Regions from separate parts of the Sus scrofa genome. Here region 1 is linked to region 2. Evidence: chromatin contacts called from public Hi-C data. All regions are on one chromosome and are shown on one strand. The core of a region is the stretch at or near the end of the contact, and the rest is flanking DNA. Distances in the headings are between cores, read along the strand shown.

Region 1 (7,205 bases), core at 2,204-4,703, 38 kb after region 2:
CTATTCCTGTTTCCTAACTGTGACATGTCCTTGCAGGAAGGAGCAAAGGAGTACGCCATGCTCCACAACCCTCGCTCCAAGTGCTCAGGGCGTCGCCGGCGAAGGCACCACGTGGTCAGCGCTTCCTGCTCCAACACTTCAGCCTCTGCTGTGGCTGAGACTAAAGAAGGGGACAGTGACAGGGACACTGGCAATGACTGGGCCTCCAGTTCTTCAGGTACAGGGAACAGAAAATGATTTTTGCTTTCTACCCAGTGTCATCACCTAACACTTCACATTAATTACTACCTGAGTTCCTGTTGTGTGGCGAAGCAAAAACAAATCTGACTGGTAACCGTGAAGATGCAGGTTTGATCCCTGGCCTTGCTCAGTGGGTTAAGGATCTGGCATTGCTGTGAGCTGTGGTGTAGGTCACAGATGAGGCTTGGATCCCGTGTTGCTGTGGCTGTGGTGTAGGCTGGCAGCTGTAGCTCCGATTCAACCCCTAGCCTGGGAACTAAAAAAAAAAAAGTAGAATGAAGTGGAGTTCCCTGGTGGCTCTGGGTCAAGGGTCCAGCATTGTCATGGCTGTGGTACAGGTTGACCCCTGGCCTAGGAACTTCCATGTGCCATGGGTGCCACTGTAAATAAATTAATTAATCAATTAAGCATCTTCTTAACAAAATAAATAACATGGAATGAAATACTGAGTTTTTGGCAAACCATTGATGACAACCTCACTCCACCTTCTTCCATTTCTCTTATTTCTTCCTCTCTTAGAGGCTAATTCTCGCTGTCAGACCCCCACAAAGCAGAAGGCTAGTCCAGCCCCACCTCAGCTCTGCGTAGTGGAAGCGCCCTCAGAGCCCGTGGAGTGGACCGGGGCTGAAGAATCTCTTTTTCGAGTCTTCCATGGCACCTACTTCAACAACTTCTGTTCGATAGCTAGGCTTCTGGGGACTAAGACATGCAAGCAGGTACTGTCTGAAAGGGGTAGGAATGAGCCTGCACCCTCCTTTCATCCCTGCTCTGGCAGCCTTTTGGCCATCTTTTAGGGCTGCCTGTCTGGCCAGAGCTGTCTTAGGCTTAGTGCCTCATAAACCTGTGTTTCTAGGCGAGAGGTGGGTTCCCCCAACATGCTACCTCCTGTAGATTCATGCCTAGCAGTGCTTGGGGAGCTTCTCAACTTGTCGAATTCTTATTTCCGTCTCTAGGCACTAACTTTTCTAGATGTTTCTACTCTCTTTAAGCTTTGTTGTTGTTGCTGTTCCCACCTTTCTTTCTAAACGTGCACCTCATTTCCTAGAAGGGACTCCTGGGGCTTTCTGGGGATCTTCTTATCTTGCGCTCCTGCTCCTGCTTCTGTGGCTGCAGCCTCCCCTCCCTCCATTGGTCTCCTCAGTTGCTTTATTCTTTAAATGTTCTATTGCTAGATTTTCTAGTACCATCCCTGATGTCTGGGCCTGGACCTTGCCCTTCTCACTCATATCACAGTTTGATAGCAGCTGCTGATGCTCTGAAAGCAGGAAAAGCCTGCAATGGGAAGATAGGCTGAAGCGCAAAGACAGGGAGTCAGTTGTTAGAGCCAATCTGTCCAAAGAGAGATGAACCCTAGAGGTTGAGCCCTGCTCACTTAGCTCCCTAACTTCTGGAAAAGTCTTTGTGACCTCTTCTTCATGCTCCCTCTACTTAGAACAAGCAGTAAAACCATGAGCTGAAGTGCCCTTGGCTTTCCTTTTGGGGCTCATATCTATTTTCCTAAGAAACAGGTTCTTGACCTAAAGGTCTGCAGAACTGTGTGCAAAACAGTTTTTTTGTGTATTTTCCTGAGAAGATTAATAATTTTCATGGAATTTCAAGAGCACCTCTGAGTTCCCTCTGTGGTGCAGTTGATTAAGAATCCAACTGCATGGACTTCCTGTCGTGGTGCAGCAGAAACGAATCTGACTAGGAACCATGAGGTTGCGGGTTTGATCCCTGGCCTCACTCAGTGGGTTAAGGATCCAGTGCTGCTGTGAGCTGCAGTGTAGGTCGAAGACGTGGCTCAGATCTAGTGTTGCTGTGGCTCTGGCGTAGGCCAGCAGCTACAGCTCCAATTAGACCCCTAGCCTGGGAACCCCCACATGCTGCAGATGCAGCCCTAAAAGGCCAAAAGACCAAAAAAAAAAAAAAAAAACCAAGTGCAGCAGCTCAGGTTGCTGCAGAGTTGCAGGTTCAACCCCCAGGCTGGCCCAGTGGGTTGGGGATCTGGCATTGCTGCAGCTGCTGCATAGGTCATAACTAAGGCTGTGATCCTGTCTCTGGTCTGGGGTATGGCCTTAAAAAAAAAAGAGAGAGAGAGAGAGAGGGCTTATAGCCAATAAGGAAAATAAAAAGTTAAAAACAAATGTTCTGGAGTTCTCATCATGTCTCAGTGGTTAATGAATCCGACTAGGAACCATGAGGTTGCAGATTCAATCCCTGGCCTCGCTCAGTGGGTTAAGGATCTGGTGTTGCCGTGAACTATGGTATAGGTCACAGACTCAGCTCGGATCCCATGTTGCTCTGGTTGCATAGGCCAGCGGCTACAGCTCTGATTAGACCCCTAGCCTGGGAACCTCCATATGCTGCGAGTGTGGCCCTAGAAAAGACAAAAAAAAAAAAAAAAAGACATAAATAAATAAAAGCAAATGTTCTGAGAGAAGCAGCACATTGAAAGGGAACCAGCCTTTCTGAAATGCTGTCCTACTGAAGTAGTCAAGTCTCTGACACTTTTATGTCAACAGAGGGAGCTAGTGCTTAGCTAGGTGGTACCTCTCATGTCAGACTCAGTTACACAAGGTACACACACATTGGTGCCCTTCCTAAGAGGCAGATACCATTGGTAAGAATTGGCCCACTCAGGGCAGAGTAGGCAGAGCAGTAGATGAAAGCTTCTGACCAGGAGAACTGTACCTGTGTCCAGTATTTCTTTTCAAATCAGGATACACACTTAAGAATTAACTTCGGAGTCAGTGACCCGATGTCTCAGGGACTCTCTCTCTCCCTACTGAAGATGCTCAGTCATCTGCCCACAGGCTCTCCAGAACCCTCCCAAGCCTGGCACCTGGCTAGGTCACTCATCTGACCACTCAGCTCAAGGCCCTATTGGATTTCTCTTCCAGGTCTTCCAGTTCGCAGTGAAAGAATCACTTATCCTGAAGCTGCCAACAGATGAGCTCATGAACCCCTCGCAGAAGAAGAAGAGAAAGCACAGGCAAGGCTTGGGCGGAGGGCTTTCTGTAGCCAGGCTGTTCCCTGTGCCCTGACCTCCCCTGTGACTTCCCTTCTGTCTCCTTCTTTGTCTGCTGCCCATCAGTTTGGCATCACCAGCGGGGAGCCAGCTTCCTCAGTGCTACCTGCGGGTCTGTGCCTTGGACCAGCCCTTCCCTTGCCCCTCTGTGCTGTGGACCATGAAAGAACTGGTTTTCCGTTTAAGCTCCTGGCCAGTAGGTTGTGAACTGGCCTCATGGCTCCACCCCGAGGCCATGTCTTCTCATTGGTTGTTAGTTACCACTTCCCCACTTCTCAACTCTGACCAGAGTTTTGTTTTTTTTTTTTTGGTTTTTTTGGTTTCTTTTTGTTTTTGGCACTTGCGTTGTTTTTTTAAGTTGCATAATAACACTGATTGCTAGCTAGCCTTTGCTTAGGATTGAAAATGCTTTGTTTTGTTTGTCTTTTTACCGTTTCTTGGGCCTCTCCCGCGGCACATGGAGGTTCCCAGGCTAGGGGTCTAATCAGAGCTGTAGCCACCGGCCTACGCCAGAGCCACAGCAACACCAGATCCAAGCCACGTCTGCGATCTACACCACAGCTCACGGCAACGCTGGATCCTTAACCCACTGAGCAAGGCCAGGGACTGAACCCACAACTTTGTGGTTCCTAGTTGGATTTGTTAACCACTGCGCCATGACGGGAACTCCTGTTTTGTTTTTTAATTTGACAGTTTCTTCCTTAAGGAACTGACATGGGCTCTAGATAGGAAAGGAGATCCCTGTGGCTTCTCCCTTTCAATTTCTTTACCCAGAGCAGATTCCAGAAAAGCCTTCCCACTGCCCCATCCTGAAACGCCCCCACACCTCCACCTCCCCAAAGGGAGAAACAATAGCATTTTAATAGACATAGAGGGTTGGGTTTTGTTTTGTATCTGTTTTTTGTTCTTTTGTGTATGTTTGTATATCAAGGGGGTTTTTTTGTGTCTAAACCTTGAGACACAGGCCTGCTGCAGGTAGGATGGACTCCAGCTTCTATGGAGCAGCGTAAAGGCCTCCTGTGAGGGCCTCTGGGGAGGATCATCAGTCATCAGACCGCAGTCCCTTAAAGCGGATCATGCTGTCACTTACCCAAATCTGCAGAATTCTCCAGGGCTGTGACCCAGAGCCATATCATCTCTTTCAGGTTGTGGGCTGCACACTGCAGGAAAATTCAGCTGAAGAAAGGTAAGTTCTGCCAGGGCGCTCCGCTCAGGTCCAGCCTGAAGCCCCCCTCCCCGCCTCACCTGTGGCTGCACTTGACCCTGGGTTTCCTCGCGTTGCAGATTCCCCTGCAGCGGCTGAGAAGCTCAGCTCCTCCCTGTGGCCAGGAAGACCACTCAGGAGGTAGAGTTACGGGCCTCGTGATCTCTGACTTTGATCATGTGCCATTTGCCAGGTTCTAGGCATCATTTACTGTTTAAAATAACTGCCCCGTAACCTGGACCATTTCCACGCTCTCCCCACAAAGCAAATCACCCCCTTGTAGCTTATGAACCACCAGCACTTGTGATTGCTTCTCACTTCAGGTGCTAAATGTGTGTCCAAGTTTACGGTCAGAACAAACCTTCTTCAGGGAGTTCCCGTCGTGGCTCAGCAAAAACTATTCAGACTAGTGGGAGTTCCCGTCGTGACGCAGTGGTTAACGAATCCAACTAGGAACCATGAGGTTGCGGGTTCGATCCCTGGCCTTGCTAAGTGGGTTAAGGATCCAGCGTTGCCGTGAGCTGTGGTGTAGGTTGCAGATGCAGCTCGGATCCCACGTTGCTGTGGCTCTGGCGTAGGCCAGTTGCTACAGGTCCGATTAGACCCCTAGCCTGGGAACCTCCATATGCGGTGGGATCAGCTTAAGAAAAGGCAAAAAGACAAAACAAAAAAAAAAAAAAAAAAAACTATTCAGACTAGTATCCACAAGGATGCAGGTTCGACCCCTGGCCCCTCTCAGTGGGTTAAGGATCTGGCATTGCCGTGAGCTGTGCTGTAGGTCGCAGATTCGGCTCATGGCTGTGGCGTGGTGTAGGCTGGCAGCTACAGCTCCAATTGGACCCCTAGCCTGGGACCTCCATATGCCGAGGGTGCGGCCCTAAAAAGCAAAAAAGAAAAGAACCTCCTTCGAAGAGGAGTGATGAGACACTTAGGAGGAGGGTGGCCTGGGAGCCTGGGCACAGCAGTGTCCTGTGTCTTCTTTCCTTTCCCAGATAACTCCTCCACCCAAGTGTACAACTACCAACCGTGCGACCACCCGGACCGCCCCTGTGACAGCACCTGTCCCTGCATCATGACTCAGAATTTCTGTGAGAAGTTCTGCCAGTGCAACCCTGACTGTAAGTTCTCTGTCTCAGTAGTTGGCCTCGGCACCCCAGGTTTCCCTCCCCCCCCCCCCGAGCCCTTTGCTGCCTGTGGGCCCTCTGATAGTCTGCAGAGGAAACCAGTACTTAAGATCTAGAAAAGTCCCTTTTTAAAAGCCCTGAGGTGTATGATTTTAAAAGCAACCATTAGAGGTCCTACTGTATCCAATCGCTTGGGATAGAACATGAGGGGCGTTCCCGTCATGGCTCAACGGAAACGAATCTGACTAGCATCCATGAGGACACAGGTTCTATCCCTGACCTTGCTCAGTGGGTTAAGGATCTGGCATTGCCATGAGCTGTGGCGTAGGTCGCAGATGCAGCTTGGCTCTGGTGTTGCTGTGGCTGTGGCCGGAGGCTGGCGGCTACAGCTCCCACTCAACCCTAAGCCTGGGAACCACCACCACATGCTGTGGGTGTGGCCCTAAAAAGACAGAAAGAGCAGGATGAGGGATGATAAGAGAAAAAGAATATATATATGTATGTGTGAAACTGGGTCACTTTGCTGTACAGCACAAGTGGCACAACATTGTAAATCAACTGTACTTCACAAAAAATAAAAAGCAACAATTGCACAGAAATCAGGTGCTTTCCCAACCTCACCTTCCAGGGCAGCATTAAGAAACTTGGAGTCTTTTTCTTTAAGGTGCAGACACAGCCTCCCTCTCCAGGATGTTGTTTTACAACATGTCCAGGTTACAGTTCTCTGTCTTTTAGACTAATAGCTGGAGTTTTAGCGTCAGGTTGGTCTGGATGTCAGCAGAGGGTGGGAGGAGGCTCAGAGTGCTTCTGTTTCACCACTTCTCCCCCACTCAAGGCTGAGCAGTTTGATGGCAGCCTCAGAGCTTGCAGACCTTGGTGCCCAGGCAGTTGTGCTGGAAGCACCTCCTGGCCACAAAGCAGATATCAATCTTAACCACAGTGGAGGGGTGGGTGCTCGTGCTGGGAGGGCAGTGGGTGGAGGAGGGTAGCATAGAACGGATGCCTTCTGTTTTCAAAATGATTATTGTTTTCACGGTGAGGATTTACCAGTGAATAGCACTGATTGCTTTTTCTCTGGGGCTCTCTCCACCCACCTTCCAAATTCTACCAGCAAAGCAAAGGGAGAGCATTGTCAGGGAATCTCTAGGAGACACATTTCCAGGGTCAAACCTGCTGTCTTGCTCCCAGGCATGAATGTTGGGAGGCACTCCCTTCTCTCTGAAAAACATGTGACTGTGTAATTATGGAGAAGGCAGCTTCTCTCCTGTTTTGCCAGATATCCTTGAATCCATAACATTGACATCCCCGCTGTCCCTTGAGTCCAACCTGAGCCCCAGCATCAGCCTGCTTCTCTCCCTAACCTTCCCTGTTGTCCACACAGGTCAGAATCGCTTTCCTGGCTGTCGCTGTAAGACCCAGTGCAATACCAAGCAGTGCCCATGCTACCTGGCGGTGCGAGAGTGTGACCCCGACCTGTGTCTCACCTGTGGTGCCTCAGAGCACTGGGACTGCAAGGTGGTTTCCTGTAAGAACTGCAGCATCCAGCGCGGCCTCAAGAAGGTGAGGGCTCTTGCCAGGACTGAGGACCAGATAGAGCGGGAAAGACTGATAATCCACTCGGCCTCTT
Region 2 (7,286 bases), core at 4,064-6,563:
CTCTCCTCTAGTCTACAAACATGCAGTCATCTCTCCTTGGAAAGATGGAGTTTCCTTCCCTCTACCAGCCTCTTAATTTCCTGTCTGATCTCTAATATCTCCTCCATCAAAGTCCATCCTTCATTGTGTACAATTCCTGGTCCACCATTCAATAGATGATGTTCTCTCAAAGGGCATCATCCCGTTTGCTCCCATGGCACTGTTTTATCCTTTTCTGTTACTGTCTTTCTGATCTTTCCCTTCATGCTCTTTTTCCATCATTGTTTAAATGTAGTTATTTCCTAAGAATGTCAGCCTTCTTCAGTACACCTCTCTGAGAACTCTCATCCCTCGCATGGCTTCATATGGCATTTATGTGCAGGAGACTCTTAAACCTATACTTCTAGCTCCAATCCCTTTCTACCACCAGCATTCCCACCACCACTCCCATTTCTAACTCTCTGTAGTACATCACAGCTGTTCCATTGTTACCTCATATTATACATCCTTTTCTCAGGCCAGCTTCTCCTCCTAATGGGCTTTTAAAAATTATTATTACTTCCACCATTGTCCTAGTAACTCAGTTCAAAGCTGGAGTCAGTCCTAATCTCTCCTCTCCCTCACCTTCATAGCCAAACCCTACAGATTCCCTCCTTTGTTTTTAATCATCTTTCCTACTTTTAAATTATTTTCCATTTCCCCATTTACCACTCCTTTAGTCCCTCTGCCCTCATTTTCTCAAGACTAGATTATTGCAATAATTTCCTATTTCACCTCCCTTTCTATTCTCTCCCTTAGGGGAATGTACTCAATCTAAGGCTAATCAGGTGCCAAATCTACAGTCACCCTCCTGTGATCTCACCTCCTGTGATCACACCTTGGGTAGACATGATCCCTCCTTCCTTTGCACTCAGATCATATTTGCTTTGCATCTCTTGCCATGACTCTCATCACACAGGCCATTGTTTGTGTTTATTTGTGTACATATCAGCTCCCTACTAGATGAAAGGCATTGGGAACAGAAGCCAGCCCTATCTAACTTGTGTTCCCAACACAATATGCTATACACAGTGTCTTACACCAGCATGCAATTGATGTATTTTAGTAAAATACATGGGGTTCCCACCATGGCGCAACAGGATCAGCAGTGTCTCTGGAACTCTGGGATGCAGGTTTAACCCCCAGCCTGGCACAGTGGGTTAAGGATCCAGTGTTGCCACAGCTGCGGTGTAAGTTGCAACTGTGGCTTGGATCTGATCCTGGCTCAGGAACTCCGTAGCCTGTGGCATGGCTGGAAAAAAAAAATGCATGAAGGCAAATATGAGCCAAGAAGAGGATGGGTATACCCTTGGAGAAGACAGATGCATTGATGGAAATAGAGCAAAGATTTCTCTCTGTTGAAAAGTCAAAATGTCCTAGGGAACAGGTATGTCTCTAGAGACAGATGTGTCCCAAGGAGAGAAGAAGTGTGTCTCAGAGAATGAATAGATGTATTCCAGGAAGCATGTGGGTATGTATGTATGGAATAGACAGGCGTGTCCCAGGAAGTAGCTATGCATGTACTCAGGGAGGCACATACATCAACAAAGAGGGAAGGAGAGGTCCTAGAGAGGCACCAGGTGCCACAAGGAGTAAACAGATGTCTTTATGAAGAACAAAGTTATTCTCTAGATGCTTCTGTTTTGTTTTTTTGTTTGTTTGGTTTTTGTCTTTTTTGGGGCTGCACCCGCAGCATATGGAAATTCCCATGCTAGGGGTTGAATTGGAGCTGCAGCTGCCAGCCTATGCCACAGCCAGCAATGCCACATCCAAGCTACATCTGCAACTTATGCCACAACTCGTGGCAAGGTAGAATCTTTAACCCACTGAGCGAGGCCAGGGATTGAAGCTGCATCCTCATGGATACTAGTTGGGTTCTTAACTCGCTGAGCCACAATGGGAACTCCTTTCTAGATTTTGTTTGTTTGTTTTGCTTTTTTTTTTAGGGCCGCACCCACCACATATGGAGGTTCCCAGGCTAGGGGTCGAATCGGAGCTACAGCTGCCGGCCTACACCACAGTCACAGCAACATCAGATCTGGGCCATATCTGTGACCTACCCTGCAGGTCATGGCAATGCTGGATCCTTAACCTACTGAGTGAGGCCAGGGATTGAACCTACAACCTCATGGTTCCCAGTTGGATTCATTTCCACTGCATGACAATGGGAACTCCCTATGTTTTTGATGACCCTGCAGGTTTGTCCCAGGGAGAACTGGAGGTGAAGGTTTCCTGGTGAGAACTGGGCCTCACTGTCCAGGGAACATACAGGAGTGTCCAAGTATAGAAATGGTTCTCTATGGTCTCTAGGTATGTCCCTAGTAAGTGGGAAGGTGTATTAAGGAAGCATAAGTATGGATCAGGAAGCCAACAGAAGGGTCCAGTGAAGAACTAGGTTGCTATGGGGATGATGGGTCTCTATCTCATGGTCCTATCTCCTCTGTTTTGAGCTTCTTCCAGGTCATGTCCCTCTTCTGGTTGTTGGCTTTAGTGGACACCAGGGGGCAGTGTGCAGCCAGGCTGTAGGCCACACCCACCCAGGGTCCAGGACAATGTAGGATGAGGGCCAAGGACCTGGAGGGGAAGTCCTGGGGTGAGTCTAAAAGAAGCCCCCACTGCCTTTGTCCTCAATCCTGAGGTCCTTAGGGAGGGACTCTTGTTGGTCATGTCAGGGCTCCAACTCCCAGGCCCTGGAAATCAACTGAGCCATGAAGAAGAGTAAAATTCAGGGCTCCTGGGTGGTCCCCTTTGCTTCTTGCAGGAGTCACAGCAGAGAGTCCTCCCTCCTCCCTCCCCCCTCACCTCTCCAGCAGCTGTGCAAACCGGAAGGGAGTCTCTTCCTGCTTGTTTCCTGGAGCTGGGTTTGGATAGGGGCAGGAAAGGCCTGGCCTTGGGAGGAAAGAGTACAGGGGTGTGGCCTTCAGGTGGGGGAGGGGATGGGGGCAGGTAAGTGAACAGAACTGTGGACCTATCCAGATTCTTCCAGCTCTGCTCCCTAGAGCTGAGGGCCTGTGGGAAAGGCAGAGAGTCTGGGAAGGATACAGATGGGATGGGGAGGGGAATGGCGTACAAAAAAAAAAAAAAAAAAGTTTTATTTTCAAGATTACAGAACTTGTGCCATGACACCACCCAGCTTCCATTTCCACCAATCTAAGGCTCTGCGGTTGGGGTGGGAGTGAGGGAAGGAAGTCGGGAGGGGGGAGGAGAGAGACCTGGTGGTGGCAGAGGGAAGGAGGAAGATGGCTACTGAAGAGCTCACGCCACCTAGGTCTGGGCTTCAGGGTCTTTACTCCTCCATACCACGAGGGTGACGAGGAAGGGGATGAGGCAGATGGGGACCATGATCATGGCCAGGAGCACATCCTCTGGGGGGTCTGAGAAGGTGGGCTGCACCAGGGAGCAGTTGGCAAAGTGGATCCGGTGAGCCTCAAAGATGATCCGTTCTGCCCAGGGATTGGGGAAGCCCAGCTTGAACGCATCTGCTTTCTGTTCCAGGCATTCTTGAAGGATGCTATAAGGCCTGGGGGCAGGAGAGGACTGGAGTGAGGGAGGGGTTAGGCCCAGAAAGAGGACCGGCCCACACTCACTCAAGGCCCACAAGGAACAAGCCCCCACCCCTGGTCCAAACCGCCTCCGGCATTGCCCCTACCTGCTAATCAGGGCCCAGTCACACCAATCCTTTTTGATAGAGTCCATATAATCCTTATAATCGTGCCAGCAAAGTTGGGCATCTGTCTCATAGTTCTCCTCCAGTGTTTTCCCTGTAGGTAGAGATGCTGCATATCGACCACACCCCAGCCCTCCCTCCAAGCCCTCTGATCCAGATAGTTCCATTGAGGAACCACGGTTTCTGTCTTTGAATATAGGGACTGCCAGGAGAGCCTCAGAAATTTCCCAAGCAAGACACTCCTGGCTGAGGAGAGAGTCCCAGCTCAGGAAAAGTTTAATGCCTCCCGTGTGCACGGACCTCCCTACCTAACAAGAGCTTCCACATCCACTTTTTCTGGGGCCTTCCTCTTTTTCCTTTAAGACCGCACCTGCAGCATATGTAAGTTCCCAGGCTAGGGGTCAAATTGGAGCTGTTGCTCCCAGTCTACACCACGCAGGATCTGAGCAGCATCTGGGACCTACATCGCAACTCACAGCAACACGGGATCTTTAACCCACTAAGCGAGGCCAAGGATCAAACCCACGTTCTCATGGATACTCACTGGGTTTCATAAGGTACTGAGCCACGACAAAAAAAAAAAAAAAAAAAAAAAAAAAAAAAAAAAAGAACTCCCGCGTTGCCATGAGCTATGGTATAGGTCACAGACTCTGATCGGATCTGGTGTTGCTGTGGCTGTGGCCGGCAGCTGTGGCTCCGATTTGACCCCTAGCCTGGGAACCTCCATAGGCCACAGGTGCCGCTTTAAAAAGATAAAAAAAAAAAAAGGAATTCCTTTTTTTGGGGGAGGGGGGTTTTCTAACCCACTGTGAGGTGGACCAGCTCAGAGCTGATGGGGTCCCTCTGGGATGAGAGGTAGAAAGACTATAAGGAACCCCAAGAGAAAAGAGAGGGGAATTTAGGGGAGCCAACTAAGTTTGGGGCCTAGCCTGTGGGAAAGGGACCCTGTTCACTGACCTCTCTCTTCCTTTCCCCTAGCCACCCTCCCACAGCCACTGGGTACTTACCTTCTAAATTTAAGTAATCTGGGGTGGGAAAATGCTGAGCCAGGGACTCCTGGGGCTTCAGGACAGCTGTGGGCAGAAAAGAAAGAGAGCAATGAGCGGTCGGATGGGGATCTGGGCGGTGGAGCCTGGAGGAGGGGGGGTTGTGGGTTGGGGGCCGAGACTCTTGGAAATCAGGGCTACTCTCAGAAGAGAAAGAGGAGTAAGGCAGGCCCCCACCGGGTGCCCGGAAGAAAGGGGCTGCACCAATTCCTTCCCACTCATACCCAAACCCCCTGCCTCCACATCAGCCCCAGACCTCCCAAGACCTCTCGGAGGGGCCCTGGCACCCCAGCTTTCGCCAAGTGGGAAGCAGCCCGCGCGGCGTCCTCACCGAGGCGGGGCCGTCCGAAGGGCAGCGCTGTCCGCACCCGCACCCCGGGGCCGTTCCGGCCTCGGCCGTCCAGCCCCCCTCCCCTCCAGGGCCTCCCGCGCCTCCTGCCCGGGCCCCGGGGCGCTGCGCTCACCGCCCAGCAGCAGGAGGAGGCGGAGCGCTGCCGGTCGCCCGGCGCGGGTCGCGGGGAGCCGCGGGCCCCCGGCGGCGCGCTCCGCTCGCAGCGAGGCCATCGCGCGGCGAGCAGGCGAGGAGGGGCGGCGGCGCTGAGCCGGGCGCTGGCGGGGGCGCCAATATCCTCGTCCCCAGCCGCAGGAAGCCGCGCCGCTTCCTCGCAGGGGCTGGGACGGCTGCGGCCACGTGGGGGGCGGGGGCGACGCCCGGGGCCCGCGGGCTGGAGGGGGAGTCGCTGCCCCACCCGGCCCTGGCGCCCGCCTGGCCGGCGTTGGCCCACCCTTTCCTCCAGTTCACCCCGTGTGGCTGGACAGCTCCCCTCGTAACCCCAGAACCGGGATCATTTCCTCGGCTCTGCTGCATGGCGCCCAGGCCTCGCCGGGGTCTCCCAGCATCCGCTCCCCGCTCCCCGCACTCTAGTCGCCCTTTCCCTTTCTCCGCGAGTTTGTGGGGGGAGTGTTGGGGGAGGAGGGTGTGGGGAGAGGGAGGGGGCTGGGAGCTCAGAGGGCCTCTCTCGACGCCTCAGTATCTAAGGCTGGGGGTTGGGGTTGTCCTGGGCCGTGGGGGAAGGGGCGCCTTGAGCTGGGCTCCGCGTTCCCTTTCCCTGGGAACACCCACTGCTGTCGGCCTGCCTGCCAAAACCGGGGAGGAAAAGAGGGAGCCAGCCCTTCCGAGTCGGGAGAAGGCCTGGGGATGGGGGTAGAGGGGAAACCAAAGCCCATACCCTCCCTTTGAGGCAGTCCCTGGGCCCTAGACCCACAAAGCAGATTGAGGGCAGGGGCAAAAGTAAGACTACTCCCCCCGCAAGGAGAAAATAGCCACAGCCCTTCAAGGCCAAGGTTGTGAGAAAGGAAGAGTTTAGACTAGAACCTACAATGTGTGGCTTCATTCATGAGATGGGTGCATAATTTACAGAGGAGGAAGCTAAAGCTCAGAGGAAAGCCCAGAACTTGAGTTCAGCCCCGGGAGTCCTGCCTTCCCGCTTTCCAGCTCTATAGCCTGGAATGACATCAGTTACCATCAAGAATTCTCTGATCCCTTCTGTGTGAACGTGGGACTAAATCATAGTGAGGGTGACACTTGTGAAAGGGCACTGAACTCAGCAGACACTGGTTTCCTTTCCTCTTTTCCTAAGGACTTGCTTAAGGTCGCTCTTCTGAGAAGCAGGAAGGCTGAGCCTGGGGCCCCAGCGGCTGTGACTTCTGCCACACCACAGCTGTCTCCGTGTCCTGAGCCAGAGCTTCATTAGTCTGAAGCAGCGGAGGATCCCAGGAGCTGCCTTGGCCATGACGTTCAACTCCAGACACAGCTGTCAGCACCAAACTTTCCTAAATTACTCCCAGACACTGACCCTTGGACTCAGCTGCTGCTGTTGTCCCAGTTTACTGATTCCTGCCCACCACAAATTATCTGTCACGATCTCTCTTCAAATCTTTATCTCAGGGTCTTAGGCTCTTAAATCATGGCCACTGATAACCTCTTGTACCACCAGGGGTAGGGTCAAGAGGTTGCTTTAGCAAGGCATCCAGAGGGAAGTTGCCCACTTGGCATGAACCTCAAAGCCCTCCTGGTGAGGGTCATCTTCTGCACTGTGCAGAGAAGAGCCAGGCAGCCTTGGAGCCACTTCACACCAGGGACAAACTCCGTGCCTTCCCTTCCACCCTTGACTGCCCTTTGCAAAAAGGGAACATGGTCAAGAGGGAGATTTCTGGGTGATAAGCTGGGAGGAGGAAGCAAAGAGGGGCAGACAGCCAAATCGGCCATTTCCACTGGCCAGAAACACCCGAGCCCACTGTGGGTTAGGACTGGGGTTGGGATCAAGATCAAAGTTGACCGAAACAAATGTTGGGTTTTACATAAGGGAGTGGTATCATGGATAAAAACAAATAAACTGTGGTTAGGACTCTGAAGGCAGTTTTTGCCTCGTGTCCCACTGTGTAACCTCGGGCAGGCTATTTCATGTCTTTGGAGCTCAGCCTTTTCATATATAAAATGATCTTAGTACCAAAGGAGAAAAGTAAGTGACTTGGAAGAAAGTGGTGGCTTTCGC

Evidence for each region. Hi-C and Micro-C count contacts between places; a contact is called where the count stands out from the background.
Region 1: a Hi-C map of liver shows a contact between it and region 2, with 1.9 times the contacts expected there. The contact joins the enhancer-like site here to the promoter of RAMP2 in region 2. A contact is called at or near these places in 3 of 5 promoter capture datasets (fetal skeletal muscle and liver), 16 of 47 Hi-C or Micro-C datasets (alveolar macrophages, blood, embryonic fibroblasts and 8 more) and 2 of 2 datasets of contacts at active chromatin or transcription factors (alveolar macrophages and skeletal muscle).

What each region holds. Positions count from the first base shown.
Region 1 is chr12:20,129,123-20,136,327 of Sscrofa11.1, forward strand. It overlaps EZH1 (enhancer of zeste 1 polycomb repressive complex 2 subunit), which reads left to right. Exons shown (of 22, transcript NM_001243206.1): 12 at 37-217; 13 at 760-956; 14 at 3,123-3,214; 15 at 5,203-5,228; 16 at 5,420-5,572; 17 at 6,960-7,138. Among named protein-coding and RNA genes, the nearest start is that of CNTNAP1, 25 kb to the right of the region's middle. Within about 2 kb of position 3,454, at least 6 of the 83 cell types and tissues checked have an H3K27ac peak or open chromatin away from gene starts, as enhancers often do. A contact at or near this core is called in alveolar macrophages, liver and retroperitoneal adipose tissue, where this site is marked.
Region 2 is chr12:20,089,113-20,096,398 of Sscrofa11.1, forward strand. It overlaps RAMP2 (receptor activity modifying protein 2), which reads right to left and starts at 5,314. Exons shown (of 5, transcript NM_214082.1): 1 at 5,196-5,314; 2 at 4,693-4,758; 3 at 3,668-3,779; 4 at 3,284-3,538; 5 at 3,092-3,281. The coding sequence starts at 5,295. The coding sequence ends at 3,284.